Regions from separate parts of the Mus musculus genome. Here region 1 is linked to region 2. Evidence: chromatin contacts called from public Hi-C data. All regions are on one chromosome and are shown on one strand. The core of a region is the stretch at or near the end of the contact, and the rest is flanking DNA. Distances in the headings are between cores, read along the strand shown.

Region 1 (5,268 bases), core at 1,438-3,937, 150 kb before region 2:
TGCCCTGGTTTCTCTTTATGGCGATTATGCCTCTCCCTTTTACCACGAATGGTTAAATACCGCTACCTGGCTTCTGTTCTTCTAGACCGTCACTATCTCCATGGACACAGGAGAACCTAGTAGTGGCTATCATCAGTCAGCTAATATCAACAGTATGATATGCTAGTGATATTGTGGAGGCCACTAAGTCCTTCAACCCACATTCTAGCTAAGCCCATGATCAGAAACAGTCACCAGGCCACTCACATTGATTGGATTCAAATCTTGCCTCTCTGCCAGTTACTTCCGGCTTGACCTTGTCAAAATTACTCCGTGTCTTTGTGTCTTAGTGTCTCGCTACAGAAAAACAGTGAATAGTAGTACCTACTTCAGAGAGTACCTACTTCAGAAGCTACATGCTGGTCAGCTTGGCGAATATGTAGATTCATTCAAAGGGTTAAATTCTAATCATCTAGGAATGTGTATCTCACACATCACGGGCTTTTATGACTCCTTGGTATTAGCATTTTTATTAAAATGGGCAAGAAAGCTAACTATCATTATTCCACATCATTTTTAAATGGCAAAAAGTAATTAGACAGGAAAAAATAAATCTGACCAAATATTGGAAAAGAGGAGACAAAATTATAATTTTCTGTGGATTGGCCATTTCGGGGAAGGGGTCTAAAAAATGAAAATCAACAAAAAAACCTCTTCAAAATTAAAATGAGAATTCAGTCAACTGCTCCCAACCAACTTTTCTTAACATTTTACAAGAGCCACTTAAAATATAAGATAATTAGGGGTGGCGGGGAGGTGACAGGAACCAACAAGCTCCATGGGGAATGGCAAAGCATTAGAAACACTACACAGGGACAGTGTGCCTTTTGGCAATAAGTCTTGCTATTGATGTGATGGCAATTCTGCCTAAATTAATTTAAGTTTCATTATACACTTTTAATCAAACCCAAATATTATTTTTATTTAAAAAATGACCCTCTGGATTATCTGGGCAAATAAACAATGAGAAGAGAGAGATTAAAAAAAATCATTGAAATAATTATAGTAGGGTGTCTGCCAGCACCAGACGTCAGAACACATTGAGAAAGTTGACATAGCTTAAATACTTCTACTGGTGGAAAGATAGAAAACAAACAAGCAAGCAAAAGCTTTAAGTGTTTATAAATGGGCCTTACATATATATTTAAAAGTTACTATATAACAAATTTTTTTTTCTTATGAATTAGAGTAAAAAGGAGAGCTAATTCCATCAGTGAATTTGGGGAATGGAAAACAGCTGGTAAACAGTGAGTGAACTTCTCTATTTCATGTGTTAATCTAAAAGATGGGAAGAGAAAGACCACCAACCCAAATCATCATGTCCAAATTAATTTAAAAAGTAACTAATTAAAGCAAGCTTTTTTTATGTGCCTCCACCTAAGGTGGGGTCTGAGAGACCAGCATTGGAAATGTGAAAGACAAAACATTTATAGCTCAGGAATAGGGAGTTTCCAAATGGGGGGATTTGGAGGGCAAAATAGCCGAGATTATAGGAGCAGAACATAGCCATAACAACTCAGTCCTAACGACCCCCTGAAACAAAGACAAGGTGGGCATGACAAAGTTGTCATAACTACAGGTAGTTATAACAAGATGGTCATAAAATCCTTTGAAACAAAGGTAGGGTTGCAAGATGGTTATAAACAACTTTTTGAAACAAAGGAGTAATCGCCACTCCTGAATATAGCATCATTTGTAATTAAGGTTACAGGTGAGATGTATCCCAATTCTTGATAAACAGATATTAATCATAAACAGGAATGAACCTAGTTTGTTTTTACTATAAGAAGACTTATAAGCCTAAGATAGGGGCAGGCTGGGTCTTCATACGAGTAACTCCAAAATAAGTTCTAAGGAGGACAGTCACTAAGTGGAGGCACATGAACCCACCAGTCAGCTTCCCATCTCTGAAGGGATACCTGATAAAAGCGTTAACTTGGCTCAGGATTGTAGGGGACACAACCTATGGTCTGTTGGCTCTGTTGCCTAGGCTCTTTGAGTCAAGGAAGGACATCATGGTGGGCAGAATGTGACAGAAGAAATTATTCACCTCATGGTATCCATATAAGAGGGACAGAGGGAGAGAAGAAAGAAGGCAGGATAAACATGGTCCAATATCCTCTTCAAGGACATGCCCCTGGTGACCACAGTTAAGCATGTTTACAGGAACAAGCATTTGTAGGTAGTCATTAAAATGTTCAAACATTTACTCCAAGCAGTTTCTAGCCAAAAGAACCTGAGGGCTATCACAATTGTTCCTTAAGGTAGTCCCCACCTCCCTTCCTCCCTGAGATTTGTCTTTCTAAAATAATAGGAAGTGGTTCTTACTAGTGACTATTTTAGTTAAGTAAACTTAACTAAAACTTTAATTTACAGTTCCTAGGCAAAGATTTGCAATAGGTTATATCATAAAAACAGCAGTAATTTCGTTTTGTTAGGTGTGTATATAAGAGTACAAAGCATCTATTTGTCTCATCTCCTCTGTATTCCCAAAGGGATTTAAGGGCCTCATATCTTGACCCCATTATCTCTCACTTTCTTCTTTGTCTTTGATGCTAGCCCACAGATAAGGTAGCAAGCCTATACTATGTCACCAACTGATGCTGCTTAGCGGAAGCTGAGTCCAGCCAGTGGAGCTGACTCATCCGTGTGATCCAAGTCTCTGGGATACAGCTTAGGCTGGCTGCGGTATTTCAGTGGGACTGTTCTCGATCAGTGAATGGTGACCTCGGTGGATGGGGTATATCTATCATTAATAAAGCCGTGCAAATAGAGAACAAGAGACACTGTGATCTTGGAATCCATAAATGGCAGAAGAGGAATTTAAAACATGATTAAAACAAGTCCAGCCAAAGTCCAGGGATGTGACGTTTTTCCTAGGATGGCAAAGCCCAGTCAGTCATTCTGCAAAACAAAGGAGAACTTACAGGACACTCTAATTTACTTCACTCAGTGGGGTAAACCAGGGTGACTAATACTGTTTTAATCTATGCATCCTTTGAGACCTGGGATATTGATATGTAAAAGCACTTAAACACACACTGTAATGGCCCAGGGCTGTCAAAGGCTGCTTTGAATTAGAAAGAGCTAGAAATATCCACATCGGAAGAGATCTGCCCAAGGCCTAGCACTATAAATAGTTCAGAGCAAGCCCTCTGGTTGCTGGGTTGGCCCAGGGCCTGGGCTCTTCCTTGGGGAGGCAAAGGGGGGGGGGACGGAGAAAATATGCAGGATGGAATCTGGGTATCTGTCTGCTGCTTTCCTGGTCACGCTGCCTTCTCAAGAAAAGCCCATTTGCCATTTGGGAAGTTTTCATCTCTCCTTTTCCTTTCTGCTTCTCTGTGGCATACAACCCACGGTTAAAATTCTCAGTGCAGCAGCAAGCAAGGCAAAGTGTTGCTGGCCCCTTTCTTGCGTTAGCTGTGAGATATTAGAAATACACAGCCTACTTACTGGCAGCCGAAGTTCTTGTTTCAGGGGTCTGTAGGAGGCAATGAAGCTGAAGCAATGGTAGGTGGGAACACGGAATGCCCGCATTTCTCTTAGGTTTTATCAGGCCCTCACAGTTCTCCTGGGAAGATATTGGGATGACATTTAGACAGATCTGCAGGACTGTGGAGGGCCCACAGATACAGACCCCAGTCATGTGACCCATGCGCCTTTTACTATCCCAGTGATCTATCAGTGATACAAACACAAAACACAGCTTTCACCTCAAGTGCAAGTAGTGATGGTTTATTCTAGAGCCAAATAGGAATGACAATGGCCCGGGGACCTGGACTCAGGTTCACCCAAATTTCATATTCCCATGTGACGACTGGTTCATGAAATTTGGAATTACAGAACAAAGGATGTCATAAACCAAGGCACTTTTCTCTTTGTTGGAAATACTCAGGCTTACAGCAAAACAGAGAACTCTCTGCTCTGGGCCTCAGATGTCCTGACGGGAGCCTGAGCTTGTGGGCTGGTGGATGCATGTGATCTGTTGAGTTAATACATCCTAAAAGAGTTAACATGATAGTACAGCAGTGTTAGGCCAGCCACAGAGGTGGGCGATGAATGGCTGCTAAGGGGGCTAAGGAAGGAAACCCAAGAGGATTTGGCACTGGGCCTGAAACATTCCAACTCTCTGGAACTGCTAAGTTTTAATCAATTCGTCAACCGGCCTTGTAGAATCCTGTTGGTTTTTTTTTTTTCCCTAGAAACTTCAGTTCACAATAATATGCAGATGCCGACCTTCCTCCCATACTCTGTACCCATGCAAGGCAGATCCCAAACTGTTTACAGAGAAATGGTCTCGCTCCTTTAGATCACAGTGATTTTTCAAACGTTCCCCTTCATTATGACCCAGCTGCTTCATATCCAGGTGACTGCATGGCCCACTGGGTCACGGTGAGAGTGTTGACTCTGAGGTCCTAGTCACGTATGTTGAAAAATCTTGGGCTGTCCAACTCCAAATGTACCACTTTAGTATAAGAAGAATTTTGAGATAAAAGCCAGACACAGGAAGAGTCCTCTTGCCTGCCTGGGTATGAAGTTCCCTTCGGGAAGGTGACATCCATTTGTTGAGGTCAGGCTGAAGCCTGATATAAAGTCACTCCAGATAGTTTAAAGCAAGCAGCTTTGACCCCCTTTTATGAATGGAGGGTAGATTTATAAACCGCATCATCTGTCTGGAACCAGCTACGCAGCACAGACATTTCAGTAAATGACTTATTATTGGGAGTTGAAAGGGCATCACTCTATAAATTTAATTGAGACTGTAAAGACACATGGCATATTAAAATCTTATAAAATCTCTCATGTGGAACCCATAAAGAGGTGGGCACATAGCACTGAGGGTGAAGGCCTCCGATTGATCTGCCATTTGACCACCCAGAGTGTGCACTAAGGGCTTACAGGCAGGGAAGTCCCGACCCAGCCTAGTTGACTCTGACTGCCTGTCCTCCTGTTTGCCTGTCTGGACCTGCCATCTGTCTGTCCACATTCCTTCATGTAGATCTGGTCCTATACTTTCACCTCTGTAGCTGGGCTTAGTTCTTCAGCTTCACTTGAAAACCTAAGATGCTTGCTGCCTCCCTAGGTTCCCAGCTTTCCCCCTGCATCTAAGCATGGTTATCACCGTGTCCATCCAAACCCTACTGACATTCCTATCAACTACTTCCAAAGCCTCCTGAAGCCTACTATGGCCCCTCAAGTTTTTATTGCCATTGGGTAGCCTGAATATGA
Region 2 (5,189 bases), core at 1,012-3,511:
TCTCCATAAATTTGCAAACCAGCTACTGGAGTTAACAACTTTTTTATTCTCATAGAAGCAATGCTGTGCCCCAGAAGCCAGCTGATATATAATACAGCTGGCTTATCACTGACGTGAGAGATCTGAATGCAGAACATGTATGGGTGTAGAAGAGGACACAGTGCTGGAGCAGGGTTGTGGGCAGGATGAGACCTGTCCATCAGTGTGCTGAACTGGTGATCCTAATAAACAGTCCTGTGCATGCATCCTCCTGTGGTCCTGTCCTGAGCAAGCATCCTCCTGTGGTCCCGTCCTGTGCAAGCATCCTCCTGTGGTCCTGTCCTGTGCAAGCATCCTCCTGTGGTCCTGTCCTGGGCAAGCATCCTCCTGTGGTCCCGTCCTGTGCATGCATCCTCCTGTGGCTCCGGAACCAGCAACGAATGGGACTTGGGGTTTGAAGCAGTTAAGCCAACACCTACCAGCTCGGGGTATCACCTATAACAGCAATTATTCACCAGTATTGCTGGATTCAAGTACCCTAGCGAAACACACTGCTGACAAACCGATATCTGAAATGCTTGGGACCAGAGTGTTTGGGGCTTTAATTTTTTGCATATTTTGGGATATTTGCACATATTTAGTAAGATCTTGGGGAAAGAGCTAGAGTTTAACCCCATGATTTGTAAGCACATTGCACCTACAGCCTGGATGTGATTTTACTCAATATCCCTAGTACCTTTGTTTGTTAAGTTTAATGGTGTGAGATTTCCTACTGTAGCCTCATGCTGGGACTTGACACATTTCAGCACTCAGTGTTTCAGATTTTGGAGTGCTTTGGAGCTTTTTGGATTGGGGATTTTTTTTGATTATGGGTGTTCAACCTGGATCTTTGATCAGACCAGATCCCAAATTATCAGACCTGGGATCCATTCTGATTCTCCAAAGTTGTGATTTTTGCTGCACTTTAATCCAATATTTGTGGATTTAACAGAGGGCAAGAATATCCAAGTTCTTATACATCTCTTTAATGCTGTTTCCAGCCCCCCGCACTAGCATTGACTGCCTCAAATCCTATGCATAAAGTACCAGGAATAGACAGTCGAATTCAATGCATGAAGGAACGTGCTCACCTACTCACACCCATCCTTAGCAAGACACCATTTCCTTTAGAGGAAATAACCTCAGACCAGACACTGGGAGATGTTCACTTACACCAATACTTCTGCTAGCCTTGGAATCTTGTTTTTAAGGAAGGTGTAGACAAACACAGATGTGTTTCCACCAAGAGAGCTTCTGGGCATACAAGTAAGACATGGAGCTTGGGGATTGGGGGAGGGGGGAATTGAGGTTCAGGTTGGTCTTTTGCTCTGGAGTCCAGCATCTCTTAGTAACAGTGGCAGATCTTTTTCTCTATGTAAATCAACCAAGAGACTAGTGAGGCTCCAGAGCTGATCACCCACCTTCTCATAGCAGTGCTGTCTGGGTTGTTAGCTATGGGAGTGGTAAAAGACAGGTAGGTGGTTTAGCAAAGAGTAAGGGTGTGGCAAACCCTGGAGCCGCCCCTCTACAGTGCTATTTTGAACTGATGTTCAAAATAAATTCTGATGTTCAAGTTTCTTATGTCTCTGCAGATGTCTGCTTTGTTTCTTTTTGTCTCTCTTCTTCTCCCCTCCTCTCCTCTTCTCTCCCCTCCCTCTTCCTCCCCTCTCCTCTTCTCCTCTCCTATGTCATCATTCCTCTTCCTACTCCCCACTTCTAATATAACATTTATTTTGAGACAAGGTCTCATGAATCCCGGGTAGTCCTCAAACTTACTGTAGCCAAATATGACCTTGAACCCTTGAACTTCTTTTCTTTCCCTTCTTTTTTTCTATCTCTATAATTCCTCCAGAGTCCACTTTTCAAATATATATGGTCAATATATATATATATATATATATATATATATATATATATATAATTGTTTTGTATTGATTCCTTGTGAATTTCACACTATGCAGCCCAGTCTCACTCATTTCCCCATCCTCTCACATCTGTCTTCCACCCTAGCAACCTCCCCCCAATAGAAAACATACAAACAAAAAATAAACAAAACAGAGATAGAAAACTTCTCAAAGTGGAAGCTGTAGTGTGTCACAGTGTGTCCCACAGTATACCCCTCTGTCACAACATCTTCACTTGCAAATGTTCATTGCAATGAGTCATTGGTCTGGTTCAAGGTCTCTGGCTTCTGTGATATCATCAATACCACATCCTCCCCAGGACTCCTCCCAGTCCTCCTGTTGTTGCCGTGTGTCATGGAGATCTTGCAGCTTTGGAACAGCAGGACTGCCCTTTTTACACAGCCCAACAGTTCGCAGATAATGTAGACTTGGGGGTGGGCCAACTCAAAGCCCTGGGCCCGTGTGGTAGCTGAGCTGGTCAGTCTGTCTCCTCTCCCTTATCCACATCACCAGGGTGAGTTCTCCAGTACTGCTCTGACCTCTCATTGCTGCCAGCAGCAGGAGCAAGGTCAGCTCTCCTGCTCTCAGGCCCTAGAGGCCGGCTTATCCGTGCCTTTACCATCAGGGCAGCTTCACTGTGTTGTCCAGGAAAGGTGCCAACACTGCAGTGCTACAACTAGTGAGGGGCCTGGCTAGCTTCCCCGCCCTCAACACACACACATACACACTATGCATGCTGGACGGACAGGAGAAAACCAGCTAGAAAGACCTCAGGGCTGGCTCTCCCAACTACTGCAGGTGGAGGGTACACCATCCCACCCGTGCCCATTCCACCTCATAGAACACAAGCTCAGGCCCACAGGGTCGACTTCACCAAGGCAGCTCTACAGTGCTGCCCAGGTGAGGTGCAGGGCCCACTTTCCTGAGAGCTGCAGCCAATAACAGGGAAGGGCCAGCTCTCCTACTCTCATGACCCAGGGGCCAGCTTTCCCGCCTGCTGGAGGTGGCAAGGGGAGACTGGGGAGAGGAATCATTTTTCTAGCCACACCACCACACAGCAGATGAGTGATAGGGTCAGCTCGCCCACACTCAAGCCTTCAGGGTTGACTCACCTGCACCCCCCCACCAGAGCCATCTTCACTGTGCTGCCCAGGTGAGGCACAGGGCCTGCTTTCCCAAATGCTGTGGCCAGTGAGGGGGCAGGGCCAGTTCTACACAGGCCCTGCTCATCCAGGGGGTCCCTGGCAGCTGCCCAGACCAGGGGCATCCTATGGTCTCCAGTGATAACACAAGTCACACATTGATACCAACCCCTGCCACTGAGAACCCACAGATCCAGACATGGCCCTCAGCAGCAGCTCAGGTTGGGACTTCACCTCAGGTGGCAGGGCTGGATGTCCCTAAGAGGTTTGTCCTCTCCACCCTGGAGTCTCCAGGTCCATGTCTCTCCATAATGCTCAAACTATTCCACTTCTCTTTCCCTGTCATCTGTCCACCACAGGTTTCCACATTGTAGTGGTTCCCACTGCAGGCAGGCCACACAGCTAGCCAGCCTTGGGTGACCTTTATCTACCTTGCATGGTGTGGCAACACACAACCCTAGGTGTCTATAACCCACTTTCTTGGCAAGGGGATGGCTGCATGTGTGGACATCTTCCCCTTTCTGTGTGGTGGTAGGAGGGGCTCTGTGTCACACACACACACACACACACACACACCTGCTGAATCCAGTTCGTGTTTAGAGTTTGTTAAGGTCACCCAGTTGGGATTGGGTAACCATCTTTCTTGAAGAAGACTGGTTCTCCCTGTCTTAGAAGGCACTGATTATTCTCAGCGCTTTATGAAGAGGCAAGGCCCTGTGATATTTCCATCATCCACATTGCTAGGTCAAGGGTCAAGTGGCACTATTGTATAGGTCTTGTTTAGGTGGCCATATTGTTGAGATTTTGTGGCTGCAGCTTCCTTAAAGACAGAGCAGACGTCTGTCTGTCTTGGTCATCTACTCTTAGGAATCCCCCACCCCACGCCTGCCGTTCCTCAAGCCCCGCATGTAGGAACTGTGTTATCAGTTCTTATCTGCATGTTGACAGGTTATGGATTTCTGTAATAGTCTTTATTTGCATAGAGGGTGAGAGCGACATGTACCTGCGGATATAAGGATGAGTATTTAGAATGCAGTTAGGAAGGTCGTGATTTTTGATTTGTGTCCGCCCAACTAGCTTACAGAGCACACCAGAAGCAACACTTCAGACTGATCTGAGGACTTTGAACCTCCAATCCTCTCCCCTCTGCCTTCTGAGTGCTGCAGTTACAGGTTTGCTTGGTGCAGGTGCTGCTGCGAATTGAACCTAGGGCTCTATGTATGCGAGGCAAGCTCTCTATGGACTAGACTATAGTACCAGCCCTAAAGAACCCATTTTTAATTCAAGTTTTTGTCAAGGTAAAGTGTTATATTTAAATTGGGTCTTAGCACACCAAAATACTAAGTTCCTTAATTCTATCCCAAGACAGTCTTGGAAACAAAATAAGACATACATCACCCAAGGGCAGCCAGGTCTACACCTGGGCCAAAGAATGTCACAAGCATAACGAATCTGCCTCACCTTTTCACAGATGCCGTGTCTGTCCGCAGTTGACAACAGGAACAGGTAACAACTGGAAGGATGATTCCACACACACCCCAGCCCCACAGGTGTAGCACAATGCATGGTGGATGGACAGGAGAAGCCCCTCTAAAAAGAGTAGTGGCTGGTTCAATGTAGCTCTTCTACAGAAGAGTAAAGGTTGCCTTCCTCAAAATAAATTAAAATGCTAACTTTGGTGTGTGCTTCCTTCAGCCACACAGAATGAAAGGAAATAAGACAGATTCAGACTTCACAACGGAAGGTTATAGCCTTCAGAGTAATTTCTATGGTGTAATAGAAGACTAAAATGCAAAATTAACACAGAACCACAAGGAAATAAAGCACAACTATTTTTGTTTTATTACATATATTTAAGAGGTGTGTGTGTGTGTGTGTGTGTGTGTGTGTGTGTGTGTGTGTGTGTGAAGGTCAGAAGGCCAATTCCAGAATTAGGTTCTCCCCAGCCATGTGTGTCCTAGAGATGTTACAGATGAGACATCTTGGTAGCCATGAAACTGCCTTTTAAAACAAACAAAAAAAAAACAACAACAACAACAAAAACTGATAGGTAAGTCTCATTTCCTTCTCTCTTTTTTTTCCTTTTTTCTTATTTCAGCATTGCTGACTTTAAAACCCAGCAAGC

The links. A called contact is a pair of places that touch in the nucleus more often than the background predicts.
Region 1: a contact with region 2 is called in a Hi-C map of the N1E-115 cell line, with 4 times the contacts expected there. The contact joins two enhancer-like sites. A contact is called at or near these places in 1 of 484 Hi-C or Micro-C datasets (the N1E-115 cell line), 2 of 115 datasets of contacts at active chromatin or transcription factors (bone marrow-derived dendritic cells and embryonic stem cells) and 1 of 9 other capture datasets (embryonic stem cells).

What each region holds. Positions count from the first base shown.
Region 1 is chr13:99,792,075-99,797,342 of GRCm38.p6, reverse strand. No RefSeq gene overlaps it. Among named protein-coding and RNA genes, the nearest start is that of Gm24471, 100 kb to the right of the region's middle. Within about 2 kb of position 2,687, at least 33 of the 459 cell types and tissues checked have an H3K27ac peak or open chromatin away from gene starts, as enhancers often do. A contact at or near this core is called in the N1E-115 cell line, where this site is marked.
Region 2 is chr13:99,645,118-99,650,306 of GRCm38.p6, reverse strand. No RefSeq gene overlaps it. Among named protein-coding and RNA genes, the nearest start is that of Gm24471, 45 kb to the left of the region's middle. Within about 2 kb of position 2,261, at least 41 of the 459 cell types and tissues checked have an H3K27ac peak or open chromatin away from gene starts, as enhancers often do. A contact at or near this core is called in the N1E-115 cell line, where this site is marked.